2 separate regions of the Sus scrofa genome follow, and region 2 is linked to region 1. The links are chromatin contacts, called in public Hi-C maps. All regions are on one chromosome and are shown on one strand. The core of a region is the stretch at or near the end of the contact, and the rest is flanking DNA. Distances in the headings are between cores, read along the strand shown.

What was found. Hi-C and Micro-C count contacts between places; a contact is called where the count stands out from the background.
Region 2: a contact with region 1 is called in a Hi-C map of embryonic fibroblasts, with 2.6 times the contacts expected there. The contact joins two enhancer-like sites. A contact is called at or near these places in 6 of 47 Hi-C or Micro-C datasets (embryonic fibroblasts, heart right ventricle, mesenteric adipose tissue and 3 more).

What each region holds. Positions count from the first base shown.
Region 1 is chr5:73,795,622-73,802,058 of Sscrofa11.1, forward strand. The region is part of intron 1 of PRICKLE1 (prickle-like protein 1); the gene reads right to left. Among named protein-coding and RNA genes, the nearest start is that of PRICKLE1, 28 kb to the right of the region's middle. Within about 2 kb of position 3,615, at least 6 of the 83 cell types and tissues checked have an H3K27ac peak or open chromatin away from gene starts, as enhancers often do. A contact at or near this core is called in embryonic fibroblasts and omental adipose tissue, where this site is marked.
Region 2 is chr5:73,390,887-73,397,323 of Sscrofa11.1, forward strand. The region is part of intron 2 of GXYLT1 (glucoside xylosyltransferase 1); the gene reads right to left. Among named protein-coding and RNA genes, the nearest start is that of GXYLT1, 14 kb to the right of the region's middle. Within about 2 kb of position 4,190, at least 37 of the 83 cell types and tissues checked have an H3K27ac peak or open chromatin away from gene starts, as enhancers often do. A contact at or near this core is called in embryonic fibroblasts and omental adipose tissue, where this site is marked.

The DNA of each region.
Region 1 (6,437 bases), core at 2,365-4,864:
ATTCAGACTCATTAGACCACGTCTATGGTCTGAGACTATTTGTTAGAGGGTGTGGGAATAATGTCAGAGACAGAGAGTCTGGGGGAGAGAGAAGAAGGGATTCAATTTTCCATGAAAGGCATTTATGACTCCACATTTTATTCTGGACTAGGCAGTTATTTAGTTATACCTGCGCTTTGCTGTGGCTGAAGCCAGGAGCCCAGCCCTGGAGAGTCATCTTACACATGGGCACGACTGTTGGCAGAGAACGGTAGGCAAGCGTAGATGGGTATCTGGTTGTGGAAAAAAATATCCCTTAATCTTGACCAAAAGCCCTAATCTTCATGCAAAAAACACTGGTGCTCCTGGCCGTTCTGAGAACCAGTAATACCACTGCTAACGGGTGTTAATGGCATCAAAAATATTAATAGACTCCAATCCCCCAAAAGAATGAAAATGTCTTGCAGGATTTGTGATGCCTGAAACGCTATAAATCTCTGAAGACAGGTTATATCCTTCCCACTTCCCTGAGGCATTTGTCACATTGCCAGACAAGATTAGAACCAGATAAGCCTCAGACACTTCTTGAAGACATTAGAAAGATCATGTTAGGGAAGTGGCTTAGGGGTTATACTTTATCAAACCAGCATCCTTCAAATGCCTCCCACCAATATCACACCCTCATCTGCTATAGCAACATGGTGGACATTGAGGCAACAAGGGAACCATATATTTAGTAATAACCTTTATTCTGTGTTTCTTTTGTGTGTGTTCGTGAGGGAAAGAGCTATTAAAAAAATAATAACACAATAGAAAACTCTCCAGCCGACGAAGGCATTTTTCATTATGAAAGCCCTTTCTAACCACTCCCAGCCACTTCTCCGACCTTGTTTTTTCGACTAAACTTTCCTGTTACTCCACCCAAGTTCTTCTCCTGAATACAATTTTTTTCTATGCGATTCGACTCACAGATTTTGTAAAACGCAGTCACAGAATAGCTTACTGATGGCATCTCTCTTCAGTGAAGACATGTTTTCAAAAGCGTTATTTGCGGTAGAAAGTTAACTCTATCCCATCCGAGAATGAAATGAACTAATTTGGTTTAAACTTAAAGGCCCGTACTTTTAGAAGCCCATAAATGGTTTTCAGCTGCAGGCAAATGCATACGTTACAAATCCTCACTAGAGATTTTATCAGGGTGTACAATGTAATTTATCTTTTTTTCCATTTTAGATGGCCATGTTTAATGAAAAGGACTCATGTTTATGTAACAGTAACCATGGAAAGTCATCTCTAAGAATGGGCAAGATATATTGCTAATTCAAAATCACTGTGGGGAATCTGTCAGCCATTGAAAGGCTGCTGCAAGACAAACAGGTGAAAACGTAATGTCTCACCTTCTACTTTCAAATCAATCCAAAGACAAAGATATCTTATCTCATTTACTGTATTAGAAAATTAAAATATATGTGCTAACATGGTACGATTACAAAGGGAAAGATTAGGAGGGGAAGGAACCTCACTAGAGATTGTGTAAAAGAGTAAAATGCCATTTGAAGATGTAAAAGACATCGATAGCAGACTCAAAGCACATTATAAACACAATAGAGCTAAAGACAATTGAGAAAAGTTGCTAATGTACTTGAAATATCCTTGAAATTAGCTTAAGTGAACTCTGAAATAAAGCACCACTGGAAGATACCTTAAATAAATGAAAGTATCACTTATACCTGGAATCTAATATAGGGCACAAATGAACCTTTCCACAGAAAAGAAAATCAAGGATTTGGAGAATAGACTTGTGGTTGCCAAGGGGGAGGGAGAGGGAGTGGGGTGGATGGGGAGCTTGGGGTTAATAGATACAAACTATTGCCTTTGGAATGGATGAGCCAGGAGATCCTGCTCTGTAGCACTGGGAACTATGTGTAGTCACTTATGATGGAGCCTGATAATGTGAGAAAATAGAATGTGTACATTTATGTGTTACTGGGTCACCATGCTGTACAGTAGAAAAAAAAAATCGTATTGGGTAAATAATTAAAAAAATTTTTTTTAAAATTAAAAAAAAAAAATGAAAGGAGTTCCCGTTGTGGCACAGCAGAAGAGAATCCAACTAGGAACCATAAGGTTGCGGTTCGATCCCTGGCCTCGCTCAGTTCGTTAAGGATCCGGCGTTGCTGTGAGCTGTGTAGGTTGCAGACGCAGCTCAGATCTGACGTTGCTATGGCTGTGGTGTAGGCGAGCAGCTGTAGCTCCCATTAGACCCCTAGCCTGGGAACCTCCATATGCTGTGGGTTTGGCCCTAAAAAGACAAAAAAAAAAAAAAAAAAAAAAATTAAAGAGAAAAAATGAGAACTAGCAAGAAAGAGGTGAGAAATGAATAAAGGAATGAATATATGCAAGAAAAACCAAAGGTACAAGGATTCACTAGCAAACAGATGAGAAAGAACCAAAGCAGGCCAATACCTGCAGAAAAAATTGAAATATCAATTCACAATGTGGAGAACAGTCTTCCTGGAGAAAGACTGGCTTCAGCACTCTAAAGCACAATTGGAAAAGAGAAAAAAATCAATGATATAAAGGCGGAAGAAACTTTGCCGCTAAGACAGTAGATGGAGGTCACTGGCCAGAAACACTAGACCACCAACAAAGACAGAGCTGGCATTCAAATTTCAGCAGGTTTAATTATAATTAGAAAATTATGATCAGGCCCATTTCACAGCTCTGGAAAATAAAGAGCTAAATTACTGCCATAAAGAGAAACTTGTCTGTGGCAAGCCAAGTTCAAGAGGGCTGAGTAAGAATCCTGGCTACTTTCTTCTCAAACTACATAAATATTGAAGTTTTTAAAAGCCCAATAATTTTTTTTTTTTGCATTTCTTTGCAAGGCTTAATTATAGACAAGCAAATATCCTGATCAATTGTTTGATAACTGAATAGAATAGTCGGGAGAACATATAATTAATCTACCAGGCAAACCAGAACAATTTTTGAGTTCAATTAATAACAATGTTGGGACAATAAACATCAAGCAGGATGTAGAGTCACCCTAAATATCACGCAATTCTGAAGTGAAATAACATCAAGAAAACTGAACTCATCACCCTACCCTCCTCCCACTACAAAAAATGTTCCTTTCCAAAACACTAGTGAAATCTTTCAAGAGGTCCTATCTGAAAATGTAAGAGTACTAACATTTCCCAAACTTGACTGAAGGAGTCAAAGAAATATTCTTGGAAGATTCCTTGTTAAAAGGATTTAATTTGGGGGGTCCGTTTCAGAATCATTTGGATTCCAAAGTCTTAGTGGAATGTAAACAAAAGCAAAAGGATACATTTACCATAGTGTATCCAGATGTAGAGCTCAGTGTCACTGGTAATAAAGAACAATAATTCAATTACTGCAAAAAGGATGAGCTTGCATTTCATTTGAATTTATTTAAATACATTTTATTTGGGGTAAGAACCCTAGCCCGAGCAAGCTGAAAGTAAACAAAGAATCCTAAAAGGAGTTAACATGGATACCACATGTTTGAAACTATCATTCCTAAATGTCTGAGTCAGTTCGGTCAAGGTCAAATACCAACATTAATACCTTAATTGGGGTCCCCAGATTCCCGGACATCTAGGTTGCCAGTGGATATTACCAGCCTCCGGGGAACAGCGGCTCTCTATACTGAGCAGCATTCAAGCAGCAGGACTGTGCTGTAGGCGATGCCTGAAGTGAGGGGCCATCAGCTCTGAAAGTTTTAAAACAGGGGGTTCTTCTAAACTCCTACGAGCCTGGCAAGTTGGAGAGAGGGGCCAGAGCAGTAGGGAGAAGGAAACCAGTGAGTGGTGTCACTTTAAGAGCCAAGAGGCTTCAGGAAGTACCCCTATCTAGAAGGGGTGTGTTCTGGGGAGCGGGAGAGTGGGAGCAGGGGCGTGGGAAACAACTGTCTTACTTCAACCCCCTCCACCCCGCCCCCACCCCACAACCCCCATCTCCAAGGTGGTGCTTTTCCAGAGGCTATAAAGATTCTGATGGGAGTTCCTGCTGTGGCAAAGTGGGTTAAGAATCTGCCTGCAGTGGCTTGGGTTGCTGCGGAGGCACAGGTTTGATTCCTCAGTCTGGTACAGTGGGTTTAAGGATTCAGTGTTGCTGCAGCTATACTGCAGGTCCCAGTTGCAGCTCAGATTCAATCCCTGGCCCAGGAACTTCCACGTGCCTGGCCATAAAATTTAAAAAACAAACAAACAAAACAAACAAACAAACAAAAAAACCCACTGATGAACTGCCATTAAAGAAAGTGCATGGAAAGCATGGAATAGGGGATGGAATATTCAGGGGGTGGGGTGGGGGGGACACAGAGGAAGAGGTAAACAAAAAGGAAGTTCTCTATGGGTTCACCCTCCCCAATTACCAAAGCAGCACCTCCTCTTTAATGGAGCAGCCTGGCCAATCCTGCAGTTTCATCCATGTGTTCTGTGTATTTGTTTGCATCTGTTTTTTTTACTAGCTGCTCTTCACCCAGAGCCAGTTTCCTGAGCTTCCTTTTTTCTTTTGAAACCAGGGCTGACCTCATGATCCTGGAGGCTGGTAAGGGGAGGGTCTGGAGAAGAACCGAACTAAAAGTAGCTGATGGAAGACGAACAGCTTTCCTCCAAGTCTCTGGTTTGTTTTCGTTTTCTTTTTATGGCCGCACCTGCAGCATATGGAAGTTCTCAGGCTAGGGGTCAAATCAGAGCTGCAGTTGCCAGCCTACGCCACAGCCTTAGCAACACCGCATCTGAGCCACATCTGTGAACTGCACCCCAGCCTGTGGCCAGGTCCTTAACCGACTGAGCGAGGCCAGGGATTGAACCTGCATCCTCGCTATGTCTATGTCCCTAACCCGCTGAACCACAAGGGGAACTCCAAGTCTCCGGCTTTGAGATCTGAGCCTGGGGCTTCTATACTCACATACAATGGGGGTGAGGGGAGGGAGGAAAATGAGGTTCTACCCTGGGAAGAGACAACCTAAGCCAGATATGGGGGTTCTCTGTCTACCTGTTCTGCCAGATGGTTAAACACAAAGGAGAGACTTGAGGGAGATGCTTGTCAGGTTGGGCTCAAGCACCAGACCATGGAGGGTTCGTGGGAAGAGCACAAGCTGATGGAAGAAGTGGCACAAATTTTCATTTAGGAAAGATCACTCTGCAGTGTGAATGGAGCAGGACTGGAGGCCAGAAGCCTGGACAATGGATGAGTGAACAAAGATGAAAGATTGAGCCTTGGAGAGAAGAGGAGGGCTGGTCCCAGAACCATCTAGGAGGTAAACTAGATGGGACAAGTGGTTGAAGGCATGAGAAAATGGGTCAAGGACAACATCCAGGTTTCTAACTTGGGTAAACAGGAGGTTTCCAAAGCTACTAACTTAGAAGGACATCTATAGATGGTGGGGAAGTTTGAGGATGGCCAATGGTGAGCAGAGCGGCTGGCCCAGGAGGTGACAGTGGTGTCTTGGTTTGAAAACTCCACGTATCCATCTCAAGCAAACTGGGGCAGAGTGTACTGGACTCATGTAAGCAGACCTGGTTTCTGGTCTGGTGGTAACATTTCATAGCTGTGTGACCCAGGGTATGCCCTCAACCATTTGGAACCTGATTTTTCACCTATCAAATGAGATTAACAGACTTACAATTTGTTACTAGGATTAAATGAGACTGTGTGTAAAAGCATTTTCAACTCTAAAGCTTTAATTTAAGAATTCCTCCCCCCTGGCCCCCATGCCCAGATGCATTTGGTACTTTTTTCAGCCTGGCACCAGAGATACAGATGAGGACAGAGATCTCAAAGGGGCTGATAGAGTCATCACCATCTGATGTCTCAAAACTTGGCTTTCCACTTGAGAAACATGTATTGACGCGTGAAGAAAAAAATTTTGAGCCCCCAGTTATTCACTTATTCTAACAATAGAAACACAAGTAATGGACAACTGTATTCTTAAGGGCCTCAAAGTTCAGGGTGCAGAAGATCAAATATAAACAGACGAATTATAATATGTGTTCAGTGCTGGATGAATGGGATGAATTTGCACGCCACCTTTGCCGAAGGGTTATTAGCTGATCCCCTTACTATTCTAGTTTCTGTACATAAGGGGGCAAAAGATTTTTTTCACTATTTAAAATAATTATTTGCAATGAACTAACTGGCTCTGTGAGGGAATCAACAAGACGAAATGTCCAGCAGACGTGGACCATACCGAAGCCCTTCTCTGAAGCTTGTTACATTGGGTATGTAGAAGTCATCGATCCGAATGATCTGTTGTGAACTAAGAAGGCTCTTGGAGTTCTCATCCTGGCTCAGCGGTTAACGAACCCGACTAGTATCCATGAGGATGCGGGTACCATCCCTGGTCTTGCTCAGTGAACTGTGGTGTGGGTTGCAGATGTGGCTCGGATCCCCAGTTGCTGTGGCTGTGGTGTAGGCCGGCAGCT
Region 2 (6,437 bases), core at 2,940-5,439, 400 kb before region 1:
AACTAGATCTTAGCCCCAAAGCTAAGAGCCACGAGATTTAAAGAGTAAGCCATAACAATCGTGTTCTATTTTGCGCAGGATTCTCTACATACAGAAACAAACAAGTATAATAAACATCCCTATAAAGTCAGTCCCAGAGACTCCTGCTCTCAGGCACTGCAGCAAGGTTTGCTCTAGTCACATAGCCAGGACTCCTTCCACCAGTTTCTACAAAAGCCATAGTATTGTCAGCTATATTGCATTTGCTCTTCTGTTATGTGTCCCTTTTTAGCAAAAGCATTATACACAGTACAGATTCCAACATCTAAACTGACAAGAAGAAATATATTCTAAAAATGTCTCTGCCCTCCAGCCAGTCCGCAGACCCAGGAACAGGAGGTAATTGCAACTGGAAAAAATCTAAAGGAAGCTTCTACACTAGAGGAAGGGAAAACTAAAACCTAAGAAGTCACAGGGGGAGTTCCCGTCGTGGCTCAGTGGTTAACAAATCCGACTAGGAACCAGGAGGTTGCGGGTTCGGTCCCTGCCCTTGCTCAGTGGGTTAACGATCCGGCGTTGCCGTGAGCTGTGGTGTAGATTGCAGAGGAGGCTCGGATCCCGCGTTGCTGTGGCTCTGGCGTAGGCTGGTGGCTACAGCTCCGATTTGACCCCTAGCCTGGGAACCTCCATATGCCGCGGGAGCGGCCCAAGAAATAGCAAAAAGACCAAAAAAAAAAAAAAAAAAAAAAGTCACAGGGAAGCAGCCGTTACAATTTTGATCCTAACTGAATGGTGTTAACATTGTCAGGATCTAAAAAATGTGCTATATATATTCATCACAGTGTGACTAAGAGAAAGTACCTAAGGATTTAAAGAAATGTTAGCCAAAAGGACATTTTTAAGCCAAAACGATTTTCCACAGATATATGATTAGAAGAAAACCTTTGGATAATTCAAAGGTAATACCTGAGAGTTCCTATGACTAAATCTGGCATAATCTAAGAGCACTAACAGGAATTATGACAGTAATGAAGGGTAATACACTGCATTAAAAAAAATGAATTAGGAGTTCCTGTCGTGGCTCAGTGGTTAACGAATCCGACTAGGAACCATAAGGTTGCAGGTTTAATCCCTGGCCTTGCTCAGTGGGTTAAGGATCCGACGTTGCTGTGAGCTGTGGTGTAGGTCACAGACACGGCTTGGATCTGGTGTTGCTGTGGCTCTGGTGTAGGTCGGTGGCTACAGCTCCGATTTGACCCCTAGCCTGGGAACCTCCATATGCCACGGGAGTGGCCCTAGAAAAAGCAAAAACCAAAAAAATTAATAAATAAAACTATCAATGAGTCTAAAATGATATTAAATAAAAGGGAAGGGGGATCTTTAAAGATGAATACCAACCAATAAATGTAGAAGGAATTATAAAAATCGCTATTTTGCATCCACTACTGTAATAGATGATCTGAAAAAGAAGAGTTAAAGGAGGCTAAAAGCACAGCATATCAAGGTATCATCCCCACACATTACATAGGGATAAAGCTACTGTTACAGGGTAGAAATGTGACGCCATCACCTTAACGACGGGATCAAACAACCAATTACGTTAAATACATGCTGGGGTTCCTCTGGCACACTGGGTTAAGAATCAGGCATTGCTGTAGCTGCAGCACAGGTCACAGCTGTGGCTTGGATTCAATCTCTGGTCCAGAAAATTGGAAATGCTGCAGGTGCAGCCATAAAACTTTTTCAAAATTTAAAAAAAAAAAAAAAGCCATCAGATCGGATGCCTTCTGATAGCATGCCCAAATAACACAATACCTCCTATGCACAATTTTTGCCAAAGATCCTGAATCTAGTGCTAAGAGACAGGCAAATCCCAATAAAGGAATATTCTGCAAAACAAAACATGTCATGAAAGAAAGATACCAACCATCACCCCTCCCTGACCCACTCCCCACTCCCTCAAAAAATGCCTGGGAATTGTTCTAGAGAAAAGAAGACTAAACAGATCTAATAGCGGAATGCAATGTACACTCTCTGACTGAGTCTTGAATGGGGAGGAACAGATATAAAGTTCATTAAAAGGAAAATAAGGAAATACACATTCTGCCAGTGTTAAATAACATGAGGTACCAATTCTCTTATGGTGGTACTGGAGAATATCCCTGTTCTTAGGTGATATACGCTGGATATTTAGGTGTGCCACAAGCGCTGTCTCCCAAATGGTTCAGCAAAAAAAAAAAAAAAAAAAAAAGGTGAAAAATGTTAATTAGTAAATACCTATGAAGGGTATGTGGTGTGCTCAGTACACCAGTCTTATGACCATGGTAAAAAGTTGACGGGAATCCAGAAAAAAAAAGTTAACATTTTTAACTTTTAATGAAAATTTAATATAAGCACTATAAACAGACTTATAAGCCTTAAGGATAGACATATTTTAAATAAGATTTCTGCTACAAAGGAATCATAATAATTTTTCTTTTTAAATTTAGACAACAAAAGCTTCCAGTGTATTTTTCTAGACTGTTATTAAACTAGTGTTCTCTCTATAAAAGCAAACAATGCATAGTAATATTCAGACCAGGAATTAGCATTATAATGAAGTATATAAACTCAAAGTAAACAAATTAAGTTTCTAGTAGCGATCTCCCCAAACTAGAAAATAACTGTCAAGAACCTATCTTTAAAAACTTGCAATTGAAAAAATTAGAAAACTATATTCAGATAGGGGTTTTTTTTTCTTTTTTTTCTTTTATTTGGTCTTTTGTCTTTTTAAGGCCACATCTGCAGCATACAGAGGTTCCCAGGCTAGGGGTCTAATCGGAGCTGAAGCTGCCAGCCTACGCCACAGCAACACCGGATCCAAGCCTCATTTGCGACCTACCCCATAGCTCACAGCAACACCGGATCCTTAACCCACTGAGCAAGGCCAGGGATCAAACCTGCAACCTCATGGTTCCTAGTCGGATTCGTTTCCACTGTGCCACAATGGGAACTCCCAGATAGTTTTGATAATTTCCTTAGTGTGGTTTAAAGAAAAAATCTTCCTCTTACTACAAAAAAGGAGTTGTGCTGAATTATCACACTAGGTAAAACTAAAGGTTGTGTCTAAATCATTTTTAAAGCCAATATAATACTTAAACTACAAGGTTTTATGCAAAGCATTTAAAAAAAAAAATCTAAAAATTCATGGAAGTTCCCGTTGTGGCTCAGCAGTAACAAGACTGACTAGGATCCATGAGGATGCAGGTTCACTCCCTGGCCTCACTCAATGGGTTAGGGATTTGGCATTGTGTGAGCTGTGATGTAGGTCACAGATGCAGCTTGGATCTAGTGTGGCTGTGGCTGTGGTGCAGGCCAGCAGCTGCAGCTCCAATTCAACACCTAGCCTGGGAACTTCCATATCCTGCAGGTTCGGCCCTAAAAAGCAAAAAATAAGAAAATTAAAAAAAAAAAAAAAGCTCAGGTCATATAACATTAAGAGATTACTTAATGAAAAGATTACTTTAAAATGAAACAAATTAGGAAAATATCATGGCAAAAGTAGAATGTTTTACTCTGAATTCATAAAACAAGTATTAAAAACTCGATACATGTCAATACAGAAAATACAAAAATTTTAAAAATTAAATGCAGAAATATGTTCAACAAATCATCAATGATTAAACCAATAATAAGCTATCATTTTACTCCAATAAGTGGTAAAATTATAACTTCCAATGATGAATGCTAAGGTTATGGTGACACCAGACTCTCAAAGGATGCTGGTGCAGGCTTAAATCCGTATAATTTTTGGAACACAAGTGATATTCATTCTTCTTAATGAATATTTGAACTCCTTTCATATGCTAGGCACTGTGGGTCAGCAAGAAAGCCACAATCCTGACCTCACACAATTTATAGCTTGTTGTGAAAAAACAGATTTTCAAAAGACTTAATCAGAAAGCACAGTAATTGCTTAAATAGAAAACAATGGAGACTGCTAAGTGGACTCACGACACTAACCTAGTCTGGAAGTGCTGGGGGAAAATTATTAGTCACTACTGGTTGCCAAGCACCCTGCTAAATGATGGGGCTTAAGTCATGAATACCATGCGGTGTCCATCTGCACAGTCGACACCCCAGAAGTGGGTAACAAGTCTCCACCACAACAGATGTGGCGCACACAGAACTGAGAGGAGGCAGAGAAGGGAGGGGCCGGGGCAGGGAAGGGAGATCACGGTAGCTGGATGAGTCACGGGACAGAAAGGAGCCGGGCAGGAAGAGTCACTGCAGACGGATGGGGGGAAAAGTCCGTCTGGAACCAAGACACAAAGTACAGACCAGGGGAGGTGGGACGAGCCAAGCCAGGGCAGCAAGGGAGGCATCAGCACCGTGCAGCTGGAAAGACAGGGGGGGAGCTCAGCAAAGAGCCCTGGACTGAAGGTACCAGTTAAAGGGGTGATCCTGTGACCACCCAGAAGTGGGGAGGGCACAGAGCAGAGTCCTCGGGACATCCAGATTTCGGGGAGCAGAGAGGCGCCTCTAGGCAGAGGGAACAAACCTGAGACTGGTCTCACGAGCCACAGACTAACAAGAGTTGAAAGAAAGAAAGAGGAAGTGGTAACAGGAGAGGGAGATTAGGCCTCAAAGAACAAGCCCAAGGTCAGAGGTGACTTCAAAGAGAGCACGGTTTTTAATCAGGTGGGGGGTGCTGCTCACAGCAGCAGGCTGAGGCGTGGTTTGCTGTTGTGTTGTTATTGTTTGTTTTCTAAGCAAGTAAAGCCAGTGGACATGCTTATAAAATGTTTGCTGGTCAAGAGAAAGAATAAACAAAGGATGCTTGAAGGGAAAGGGCTAAAAGGAAGCTGTTGTGGGGACTCCGTGTTTGGTTGTGTTTCAAAGACAGAAGGGGCAGAAGGCATGTGAGCAACATGACACAGCTGGGAAGAGGTCAGGCAGGGAGGCAACACCATTCAGATAAAAATGACCAAAAGCACGTGTGAGCACAGGAACGGTGAAAACACTTGTGGTGGGTGTCGAGGCAATTTGGGCATTTTAAAAAAACGTTGTTTTGTGGCCACTGCATAAATTAATTGGGAGGGAATAATCCCCTAGAGAAGTTTGATCAACATAAAATTATATAAAGAATTCAGGAGTTCCTTTGTGGTACAGAGGGTTGAGGATCCTGCAGTGGCACAGGTTCAATCCCCGGCCCGGCACATGTCGTGGGCACAGGCAAAAGAAAAAAGTAAGAATTCAAACTGAGAACACTGGGACAAATTTAGAGAGAAGAAAGCGGTGCCAGCTAAGGGCCCACTGGAGCCAGGCAAAATGGGAGACCTGAGGTGGCAGCAGAGGGGGTTTCAAAGACGCTTTCCTGGGAGGGCAGAGTGGCTCTTAGAGTCAGGCAAAAATGAAGGGTTATTTAAATGCTGAAATGAAGGGCGAGAATTACATGGCAACTCTATGGAACTGTGGCTTGTCTGCATGTTTGAATAGAATGAATAAATAAGGGATCCCAAGTTCAAAGTAAGAAGTGTTGGGCTGCAGCACACAGGCCTCCAAAGCCTGTACCTGTCCAGTTCAAGATGGAAGAAAGAGCTCGGAGCCAGTGACAGAGACGTCAAAGGTTTAATGGATGGGGGAGCTCACATGTCAGAAGCAAGGTCCTGGAATGACCCCCATCATGTGGGGCAGACATGGCAGCAGTGTTCCCATGAAAGGGAGGAGTACCCGTTATAGCGGGAATTGACCTCAGGTTGGCTTATCAGTTACCAGGGCAACTAGCAGAGCTGCATGTCCCTCACTGTCCCTTTGATAAGCTATCATGCAGAGGGATCAAACCCAGGCCACTGCAGTGACAATGCCAGATCCTTAACCTGCTGCACAACAAGGGAAGTCCCCAGAGGGGTGTCCCGATGTAAAGGTTGAAACGATCACTAGTTGGAGCAGGGACAAGTCTGTAGGAAGGTCAGTCTTGTGAGCAGGGGGAAGTGAAGCAGGCACAGGTGGAGGAGAGGACATACAGAGAGCAAGAGAACAGCATCCTCGGTGGCCTGACCATACACTAAGTTTAAGATTTTACATAATGAAAACGAGACAGGTTGGAGGGTGGGGGGATACGCTGGAGGTTTGGGATGTAAATGCTATAAAACTGGGTAGTGATGATCGCTGTACAATTATAAATACAATAAAATTCGTTGAGTAATTTAAAAAAATAATAAATGGCCAAAAAAGATTTTACATAATGATATGATACACATAACAAAATGGTTACAGATTTATAACTATGGATGTAATATTACAAGCATAAAGTACAACTTTTAAAGTCTCAAATTTAGGAGCTTAACAAGCAAAAGTCTTTACAATATCATGTATCCCTCTGCATGTAATTCCTTCCAGGGAACACTTGGAAGCATTTAGGAAAATAATGTGTTGGAGAGGCCCAAACAAAAGGAACAGTAGGCAGAGGCTCCGAG